2 separate regions of the Mus musculus genome follow, and region 2 is linked to region 1. Evidence: chromatin contacts called from public Hi-C data. All regions are on one chromosome and are shown on one strand. Each heading gives the region's core, a stretch centred on a gene start, on an enhancer-like site or on the middle of the called end of the contact. The rest is flanking DNA. Distances are from core to core; before and after follow the strand shown.

Region 1 (4,459 bases), core at 808-3,307:
ACTCCCCCCCCCCATTACACCCCCCCCCACCAACTTACCCACTCCCACTTCCCTGTCCTGGCATTCCCCTACACTGGGGCATCGAGCCTTCACAGGAACAAAGGGCCTCTCCTCTCCCTGATGTTCCACAAGGCTATCTTCTGTTACATATGCAGCTGGAACTATGGGTAGGTCCCTCCCTGTGTGCTCTTTACTGAGGCCTTTCTATGAGCAGATACTTGATAAGAGAAGAAAAGAAGTCCTTTATGGCATACTACCTAGTATGGCAGAAGAATAGAAAAGAGGAAGTGAATGCTAATTCTGAAAGCCACACAAGGGGACATTTCAAAGAACTTATGGTAGCAGGACCTCATATAATTTGGGAAATCCCAAAGCATTTCTCCAAAGAGCATCTTGAAGGATAACTATGAGTTAACTGGATAGAAGAAGACACAGGGTAGAACTCAGAGAAGACCTTCTAGGCAGTGGGCAGAAGGTACCAGTCGGAAGTGGCTTAGGCTTTGGAGCAACTGATGATCAATCAGTATAGCTGAAGAAAGCCAAGAGGGAAAGTAGTGATGAGCTTGGGGGACACCGGCATGGAATCACCTCGATCTTGACTCTCACAGTATAATGAGGAAAGCCATTGTTTTTGAGCAGTCTAATTGAGAAACTAGTGACATGAATCTCACTGTCATCTGAGAATCCCAAGAATTGTGTGTGAATAAATTGCAGCCTAGAGCTCCGAGTCCCTCTCAGCATCCTGACCCCAGGCTGCTCTGGACAGTGCTGAGCTGTCACTGGGTTTGTGACTATCTCTGCCTTGCAAATCCTTTAAGAGCGCTTGTCTTTCCAAGACAAAGCCTTTCATTGTTTCTAGCAAAGGTGGGGAACACCAGTGGCTTGTTCTTTTCTGTAGCAGGGAGTGTTAGACCTCTTGAATTTGCTTCCTAGAAACACAAAGCCAGTGAAGAGATTCCAAAATATTGGGACCAAGGGCCAGTGAAGAAGCTCGTGGGGAAGAACTTCAATGTGGTCGTCCTTGATAAGGAAAAGGACGTGTTTGTGATGTTCTGTAAGTATCTCCAGAGAGACAGTGAGAACCTAAGGGCTCCCATACTTTGCAAGTAGGACTTTGGAATTCTTAGCCAGTACAGTCTCTAAACCCTCCTGAGGATTATATCCTGACTCTCAAAAGGATGAGCTCAGGATGGCAGCAGCCATAGCCACATTAATTCTTCCCATGTATGAATGCTCTCCACCTAATCCAGGCCTAGGATAGTGTGTAACATTGGTAACATGGCTGGCTAACATGACTTGGTTGGATCCAATAGTATGTTAGGACTCAGACTTGATTCAATTCACTCTATACTTATGTCATTTAATTACCTACCAAATTCTCTTGAAAGCAGCTACTGCTGTGCTTCCCTGCATGGATCACTCAATAGAATCTCTATCTCTATCTCTATCTCTATCTCTATCTCTATCTCTATCTCTATCTCTATCTATCTATCTATCTATCTATATATATATATATTCCCAGTATCACCCGTAAGTGTTAGAAACTGGATTTGACCATTTTCAGTCTGGCTCCAGCACCTACATACATACTATCATCCACATTTCCCCTACTTTGGACCTTATCTGGTTCATCCAATGTTCCTGTAAGGTAGGGGCACACATGTTTCATGTCAAGGACTTTGTATAGTATATGGCAGGTTGCAAGCACTCCACAAATAGTGACTGCTGTTACTCCATCATAATTATTTCCACTACTGACTAAGGACTGTGGCCCTTTCCCATCATCTTTGTTTTATATGCCAGCCTCTCCAAACTAGAGCCTTCTTTCCATGAGACACTGCAGAAGGTGAGTCCAAAGCTACTTCAGACAGGCAAAGGTAGCATTTAGTGAGCTGCTGCACCAGGCTAGGCTTGGGTCTAGCAAGGTGGTGAGGAAGGCACATTGACTTTCTCCACGATACAGGTCAAGGTCATACAGTAAGTACTAAGAGCCAAAGTAAAGCCATCCCTGTGCCGAGTCCATCGTACACCCTTTCACAACCTCAATGAAGCAGACACTTGGCAGCTGACAGTGCTTCTGAGAGCTGTACAGCTGAGTCATAGCTCTCTACTCCCTTTCATCACTGAGCTGGGGAAGCCTTTCTCTACTTCCAGGACACACAGAGTTCTGAGAACACTCATTTGCTTCTGATGAAAGGCAAGAGCAGCTTCATTTTCTTAGAAGCAGGGCTGTTGGATTGCACCCTGGGGCTTCAGCCATTATAGTCCTCCATGTACCTAGCCAGGGCCTATTAAGCTCCAGGGGGTGTCTGGGTGCTGCAGGCAGGAGGTTTGGTCACTGGGGGTACTTGGTTGATAAATGGATAGATGTGATTGCAAAAGTACAATGCAGGGCCTCTGAGGCCATTCCTCCCACAGGGTGAAACTCTTGAGGTCTGAACTTCAGATGAGGGCAAACCAGTGAGGTCTGGCTTCCCCTGTTTTGAATCTCTGTTCTGGTCTCTTTCCAAAGGGCCAGCTGTCTGGGCCACTCAAAGCTCAAGGAACTTTCCACAAGAAAGGCCAGTGTCCCCTGCCAAGGGTAGTTGTCACAATTTTAAGACATACCTGTTTAGCATCCTGAGCATATTTTCTTCCAAGGGACCAAAAGGCGTGTTTGATTGTTACATAATAATATATGTTATGTAACTTTATACCATGCCATATTTGTAGTCCAATCAAGGCCAAGTGACCTGTCATTCAGATCCTATTCCCTTTGCTTAATTCTCTGGATGACCTTGGGCAAGTAGCTTAACTTCTGTGCTATAAACACATCATTTTCCCTCAAACATAACAATGGCATAGATGTTTTCCTTGGTTTTCTCTTCAGCTGCAGTGGAACACTATTCTAACGGGAAAACTTTTGTTTTGTTTTATTTCAAAGACCATATTAATGCATGGAAAATGTTAGTGTCTAAGAGCACCAGGACTAGGCTTAATTTTTATTCTGATTTACTTAATAGTGATCATATACTGAGATATAAAGATAAGCTTTAAATAAAAGAGAGTGTAGCCTGCTGAGCAGATACACGGTAAGAAGACAGCAGTGGTGCGATTTGGCATCAGCTTCCAGAGTCCTGGGCAGCAGGAGCTGAGAAACATCCTTCTTTTCCAGATGCTCCCTGGTCTGAGAAATGCAGGGTGCTGTTACCACTGCTGGAAGAGTTGGGCATAAAGTATCAAAACCACTCCACAGTCATCATTGCTAAGATTGACATAACGGCAAATGACATTCAGCTGGCAAACCCAGAACAGTACCCATTCTTCAGGCTTTTCCCTACTGACTCACAAGAGGTGAGAGACTCTTGGGACCATGTGGTTGAAAATGTTAGGTCTTTACCAGGAACGCAGCTTCTCTCCAGCTCAGCCTTCTACTGAACATTCTTGGCTCTAGTCCATATTATGTTCTCATATTTTCCAGCATATACCACACAAGTTCTAAGACTTATTATTGCATACAACTTGAGTCCATTCCTCATTGTTGACCAATCTCTATATCAACTGGATATGGATGTTTTGATTGGACAGAGGCTGAAGCTTTCTGTAGTTCAGACCACAGAGAATAAAGGATGTCTGTACAGGAATATTGGGATGGAATGCTACCAGATAAAAGAATGTATGCCAGACATCAACAATCCTTTTTATACTTGGGAATACTAGTTCGTGCCCAACCATCATCACCAGGGCTGGAGAACCAGACTCTCTATGGGTCTTTGGTAGATGGAAAGTGATATCAACCAAAGAGGCCTGAGTCAAGATCCTTCTTCCAGAGATGAGGGGCTGAGAGGAAGGAAAATCATAATGGCATAGGTCCATCTATGTATGAAATGGGTCGGGGTGGGGGGCGCAGAATCTGGAGGATATATACAACTAAAGTCTTCATGTGGACTTGGGACTCTGGAAAATCGTAGAGATTTAAATTCGATTATAGAAGGGGTCATGGACACTATAGGTAGGATGTATAACCTGAGTGATAAGTTGGGCAGGACGACTAAAGCACTGTGAGTGCACATGATCTCATCCCAGAAGGTGCTTGTAGAGAAGCTGGAGAAAATGAGGTTAGATTGACAGGATGAGGCTAAGAGCCACTGATCTTAAGTTATATGATTAAAAAGCCCCTTTAAAGGCCCACAAAGGAAGGGGAACTATTATGACTGCTTGCTGATCATGCAGCATTTTATAAAATAACAACAAGTTTCCTTATTGTTACAATGCTACTAATACCTGCTACTCATAAGAGCACATGCATGTGGTACTTACCATAAGCCAAGCACTGCTTTAAGCTCATTTCCTGTATTAGCTCATTTAATCCAACAACATAGTCGAGGAAGCTCCTGGAATTAATGCCATATGAGAAAACTGAGTTCAGTAAGGGGGCCATGAGGGTATGTAATCCAGCCAGGGGTTGGACCTATAAAGT
Region 2 (4,710 bases), core at 455-2,954, 180 kb before region 1:
CCTCACAAGAGATAGCTATATCAGGGTCCTGTCAGCAAAATCTTGCTGGCATATGCAATAGTGTCTGGGTTTGGTGGTTGTATATGGGATGGATCCCCGGGTGGGGGAGTCTCTGGATGGTCCTTCCTTCTGTCTCAGCTCTGAACTTCGTCTCTGTAAGTCCTTTCATGGCTATTTTGTTCCCCATTCTAAGAAGGAACAAAGTATCCACACATTGGTCTTCCTTCTTCTTGAGTTTCCTGTGTTTTGTATCTTGGGCAGTCTAGATTTCTGGGCTAATAGCCACTTATCAGTGAGTGCATATCATGTGTGTTCTTTTGTGATTGGGTTACCTCACTCAAAATGATATCCTTCAGATCCATCCATTTGCCTAAGAATTTTATAAATTTATTGTTTTAATTGCTGAGTACTACTCCATTGTGTAAATGTACCATATTTTCTGTATCCATTCCTCTGTTGAGGGACATCTGGTTTTTTTCTAGCTTCTGGCTATTATAAATAAGGCTGCTATGAACATAGTGGAGTATGTGCCCTTATTACAAGTTGGAACATCTTCTGGGTATATGCCCAGGAGAGGTATTGCTGGATTTTCCGGTAGTACTATGTCCAATTTTCTGAGGAACCACCAGACTGATTTCCAGAGTGGTTGTACAAGCTTGCAATCCCACCGGCAGTGGAGGAGTGCTCCTCTTTCTCCACATCCTTGCCAGCATCTGCTGTCACCTGAGTTTTTGATCTTAGCCATTCTGACTGGAGTGATGACTAAGGATGTTGAACATTTTTTCAGGTGCTTCTCAGCCATTCGGTATTCCTCAGTTGAGAATTCTTTGTTTAGCTCTGTACCCCATTTTTAATGGGGTTATTTGATTTTCTGGAGTCTAGCTTCTTGAGTTCTTTATATATATTGGATATTAGTCCCCTATCAGATTTAGGATTGGTAAAGATCCTTTCCCAATCTGTTGGTTGCAGAGGTTCATTTCTTACTGTGAGAGTATGCACTTTACTACAGAAATGCCACACACACCCTCCATTACAGGGACACAAAGGTGTGTGTGTGTGTATTGTTTGTAGAGGAGAGAGAAGGGGGGGAGAAGAAGAAGAAGGAGGAGGAGGGGAGGAAGAGGAGTAGTAGTAGTAGTAGTAGGAGGAGGAGGAGGAGGAGGAGGAGGAGGAAGAGGAGGAAGAGGAGAAGGAGGAGGAGGAGGAGGAGGAGGAAGGGCTAAGAGAGAGGGAAGAGAACATCCCATAGATATGGTCACACTGGTTTTGACCGACCTGTACTAGGTTACTGGACAAGGGCTCCAGAAATCTCTAGTGATCACGGACTCTTGTTCAAAGTCAGAATCGTTGCACTTACCCAACCTCAAGTAAGGAACATTTATTCTGTTTATCCACACCCACAAGAAGGGAATGCCATGATGAACCTTGATGAAATATGCTTATTATTATTTTGTTTTATTTTATTTTACTTTTCACTTTGTCTGGCTAAATTCCCATGGGTGAGTAAGACTTTCTCTCCCCTGAGCAGTTAAGTGGCTTATCTGCTTGTTCTAGGCCATCCACTCTTGAAGCTTGGTTTTCAGAGAGAAGTTCTGTCGGGCTTCATCCATGTCTGATTACAGAACCACGGTTAATATCCCGACAGCCACCAACTGGAACTGGATGTCCATGACTCAGGACTTTCACCAGCTAGTGGTAGGACAGACTTTGCTCTTTGGCATATTTGATCTGTGTCTTTGACCCTTACAATCCAGGTTATTGCTCTCTGTCAAGTAGTAGCTGCTTCCAAGAAGTACACTCTGTACTTTACCAAGGTTTGAGTGTCAAAGGGAAAATGTTCCAGAACTCACTTTGGAGAGGGTGTTTTGCTTTGTTTATTTGTTTTGCACAAAACTAAGGCTAGGTGTCTGGGTTAGGTGGGATTATATTTTCATTCATGTCTTCTTGTCATACTCATAAATATCAATTTTGTAAAATGATGATTGCATTTGTTGTCATTCCCATAACTTTCCAAGTTTTCTGTTCATTTACATATTAACTTGCAGTATTGTTACTGATTGGCTTAAGGGTCATTTTATGAAATATGAAAGTGAATTTTTATCATTGATTATTTGGAATCACATTCTTATAGCATGTTAGTTCTCAATGCTTAATATTATATACACTTATTTTGACACACAATTTGTATGTCCTTCAGAGATATGTCCTTAAGTGTCTTTTTAAGAACTGGCATGAAGGTTGAAAGAAAATTGTGATAGAAATTGTGCTAAGCAATTTTCTGTGCATGATTATGGTTGGATTAATAACCTAGGCATTGTAAAACAGGGGCGCGTTTCTCTTAGTCATGCTCACGCTCACAAGCATATTTCGTGTGCTACTTTCACATGTATTGTTCACATTTGATTAGTTGTTTTCCCTCAGTCTTTCACATTGTATGGGCATACTTCTGGGTATGCCCAGAGAATTTTAAGAGGATGACTCATGGGGATTTAGCAGAAGGCCCAGGTTTCCTGTCCACTGTTAAGTTTATATGTGTTTATTTCTCAGTTTTAAAGTGATCCTTTAACTTTGGAATAAAATTGTATTTAGAGTTCTAAAAATGTAGAGCTGGGGGCTGGAGAGAAGAACACTGACTGCTCTTCCAGAGGTCCTGAGTTCAAATCCCAGCAACCACATGGTGGCTCACAACCATCTGTAATGGGATCCGATGCCCTTGTCTGGTGTGGCTGAAGACAGCCCCAGTGTACTCATATACATAGAATAAATAAAATCTCTAAAAAGTGTAGAGCTGGGGATGCAGCTCGATTGGTAGAGTGCTTACCCAGCATGCACAAGGTCCTGGGTCCAAGCCTCAGCACCACAAAGACCAAGAATGCACATCTGTAATCCCATTATGTGCATGTAGAGGCAGGAAGAACAGAAGTTAAAGGCCATCTTCAGTTATATATGACCAGCCTGGGCTACGTGAGACCAAACAAATAAACAAACAAACCCCCAAACATCTTCTTATTCATATTTCTCAGGAAAAACAAATTTTACACTTATATATGCCCAGTGAGGAATCACCCCTTTCAGGAAGGGATCACATCTGTTAGTCACAACTGTCCGTGTTCTCCCCATTGCTCGTCTCCAAAGCTGATGCACCTGTCCATTTCCCCAAGATCCAAAAGGCAGAAGGGACAAATGGCTGTCTATTAGCATACCATGGCATATGCTGGCCTTCAAGCTCCTTCAGAATCACAAGAACCTGTTATCCATTTCAAAGGCCATGCTAGTATCAGGACTCTTCTCACCTCTTCCCCTACCCTAAGCCCCCCTAGCTCACAGGCTTCCTTCCCCATGGCTATACCACTCCCCTTATAGCTCTGCTATTTTGGTATGCCCTCTCTCTTTCTTCCTCACTTTCCCTCTCCCCCTCCATCCCTCTCTTGCTCTCTCCTCCTCTTTTCTTCTTCTTCTTCTTCTTCTTCTTCTTCTTCTTCTTCTTCTTCTTCTTCTTCTTCTTCTTCTTCTTCTTCTTCTTCTTCTTTCTCTTCTTCTTCTTCTCCTCTCTTCTCTTCTTCTTCTTCTTCTTCTTCTTTCTTTTCTTCTTCTTCTTCTTCTTTCTTTTCTTCTCTCCTCCTCCTCCTCCTCCTCTTCCTCCTCCTCCTCCTCCTCCTCCTCCTTCTCCTTCTCCTTCTCCTCCTCCTTTCTTCTCCTTCTTCTTCTCTTCTTCTTCTTCTTCTTCTTCTTCTTCTTCTTCTTCTTCTTTCTTTTCTTCTTCTTTCTTTTCTTCTTCTTCTTCTTTCTTTTCTTCTTCTTCTTTCTTTTCTTCTTTCTTTTCTTCTTCTTCTTCTTCTTCTTCTTCTTCTTCTTCTTCTTCTTCTTCTTCTCCTTCTCTCTCTCCTTCTCTCTCTCTCTCTCTCTCTCTCTCTCTCTCTCTCTCTCTCTCTCTCTCCTTTCCCACACTCCCAACCCATCTCTATCCATCTGCCCTGCTCCCACTTCTCTCATGACCAGGTCTAATCAGCTGGCCATGGTCAGTCTGCTTCTACTTCTTTCTCTCTTTGCTCTGGATTCTCCCAGTTGTCTTGCTTTCTTATAACTACAATAAAAAATCAGTCATGTTGTCAGTTTATACACCACCTTTCACACATCTCTGACTTTTGTGAGGTGATATGTACCCTAAGAGTCAATAGTATAATTTTGAGATTGATACATAATTGGTTGTGTATCAACAGTTGGATTCTCCTCATAGATGGCAGATGGAGCCACCTGTTTGAGTAGTATACACTTCTTCTTCCATCTTATAAAGAGATGTGGGTCTGTATCTCCCTTCACTTTTTACTTTCACAACAGAAGCTGGTTCACTAACACCCCTGCAAAATTTCCCATAAAATCTCTATAGTTTGAATTGACTTGGAAAACAAACATTCATTTGAGGTGCAACCACATTAATTCAAACTTTAGGAAATTTACAGCTCTTTTTAGAATTCTCATTAAAGAGAAAGGTCACCACATGAAGCATCATGGTAACTTTACGTGATTACCTGTAGCTTAGTGTGAAAACACTCAGGCTTACATCATTGACCCATCCAGGCTTGATTCAATGACATTGTCCTACTTTTCCATTGCTGTGATAAAATAAATATCCCCATAAGAACGACTTCATTGTCCATTGTGGTGGTTGACATAGCGAAAGAAAGGCATGGTGTAATGTAAGGACCACAA

What was found. A called contact is a pair of places that touch in the nucleus more often than the background predicts.
Region 2: a Hi-C map of liver shows a contact between it and region 1, with 2.4 times the contacts expected there. The contact joins two enhancer-like sites. A contact is called at or near these places in 2 of 39 promoter capture datasets (liver and stem cell-derived epiblast-like cells), 1 of 484 Hi-C or Micro-C datasets (liver) and 1 of 9 other capture datasets (pancreatic islet).

Annotation. Positions count from the first base shown.
Region 1 is chr7:119,488,244-119,492,702 of GRCm38.p6, reverse strand. Pdilt (protein disulfide isomerase-like, testis expressed) reads left to right here. Exons shown (of 12, transcript NM_027943.1): 9 at 934-1,054; 10 at 3,155-3,333. Among named protein-coding and RNA genes, the nearest start is that of Umod, 11 kb to the right of the region's middle. Within about 2 kb of position 2,057, at least 7 of the 459 cell types and tissues checked have an H3K27ac peak or open chromatin away from gene starts, as enhancers often do. A contact at or near this core is called in liver, where this site is marked.
Region 2 is chr7:119,665,070-119,669,779 of GRCm38.p6, reverse strand. No RefSeq gene overlaps it. Among named protein-coding and RNA genes, the nearest start is that of Acsm4, 23 kb to the left of the region's middle. Within about 2 kb of position 1,704, at least 4 of the 459 cell types and tissues checked have an H3K27ac peak or open chromatin away from gene starts, as enhancers often do. A contact at or near this core is called in liver, where this site is marked.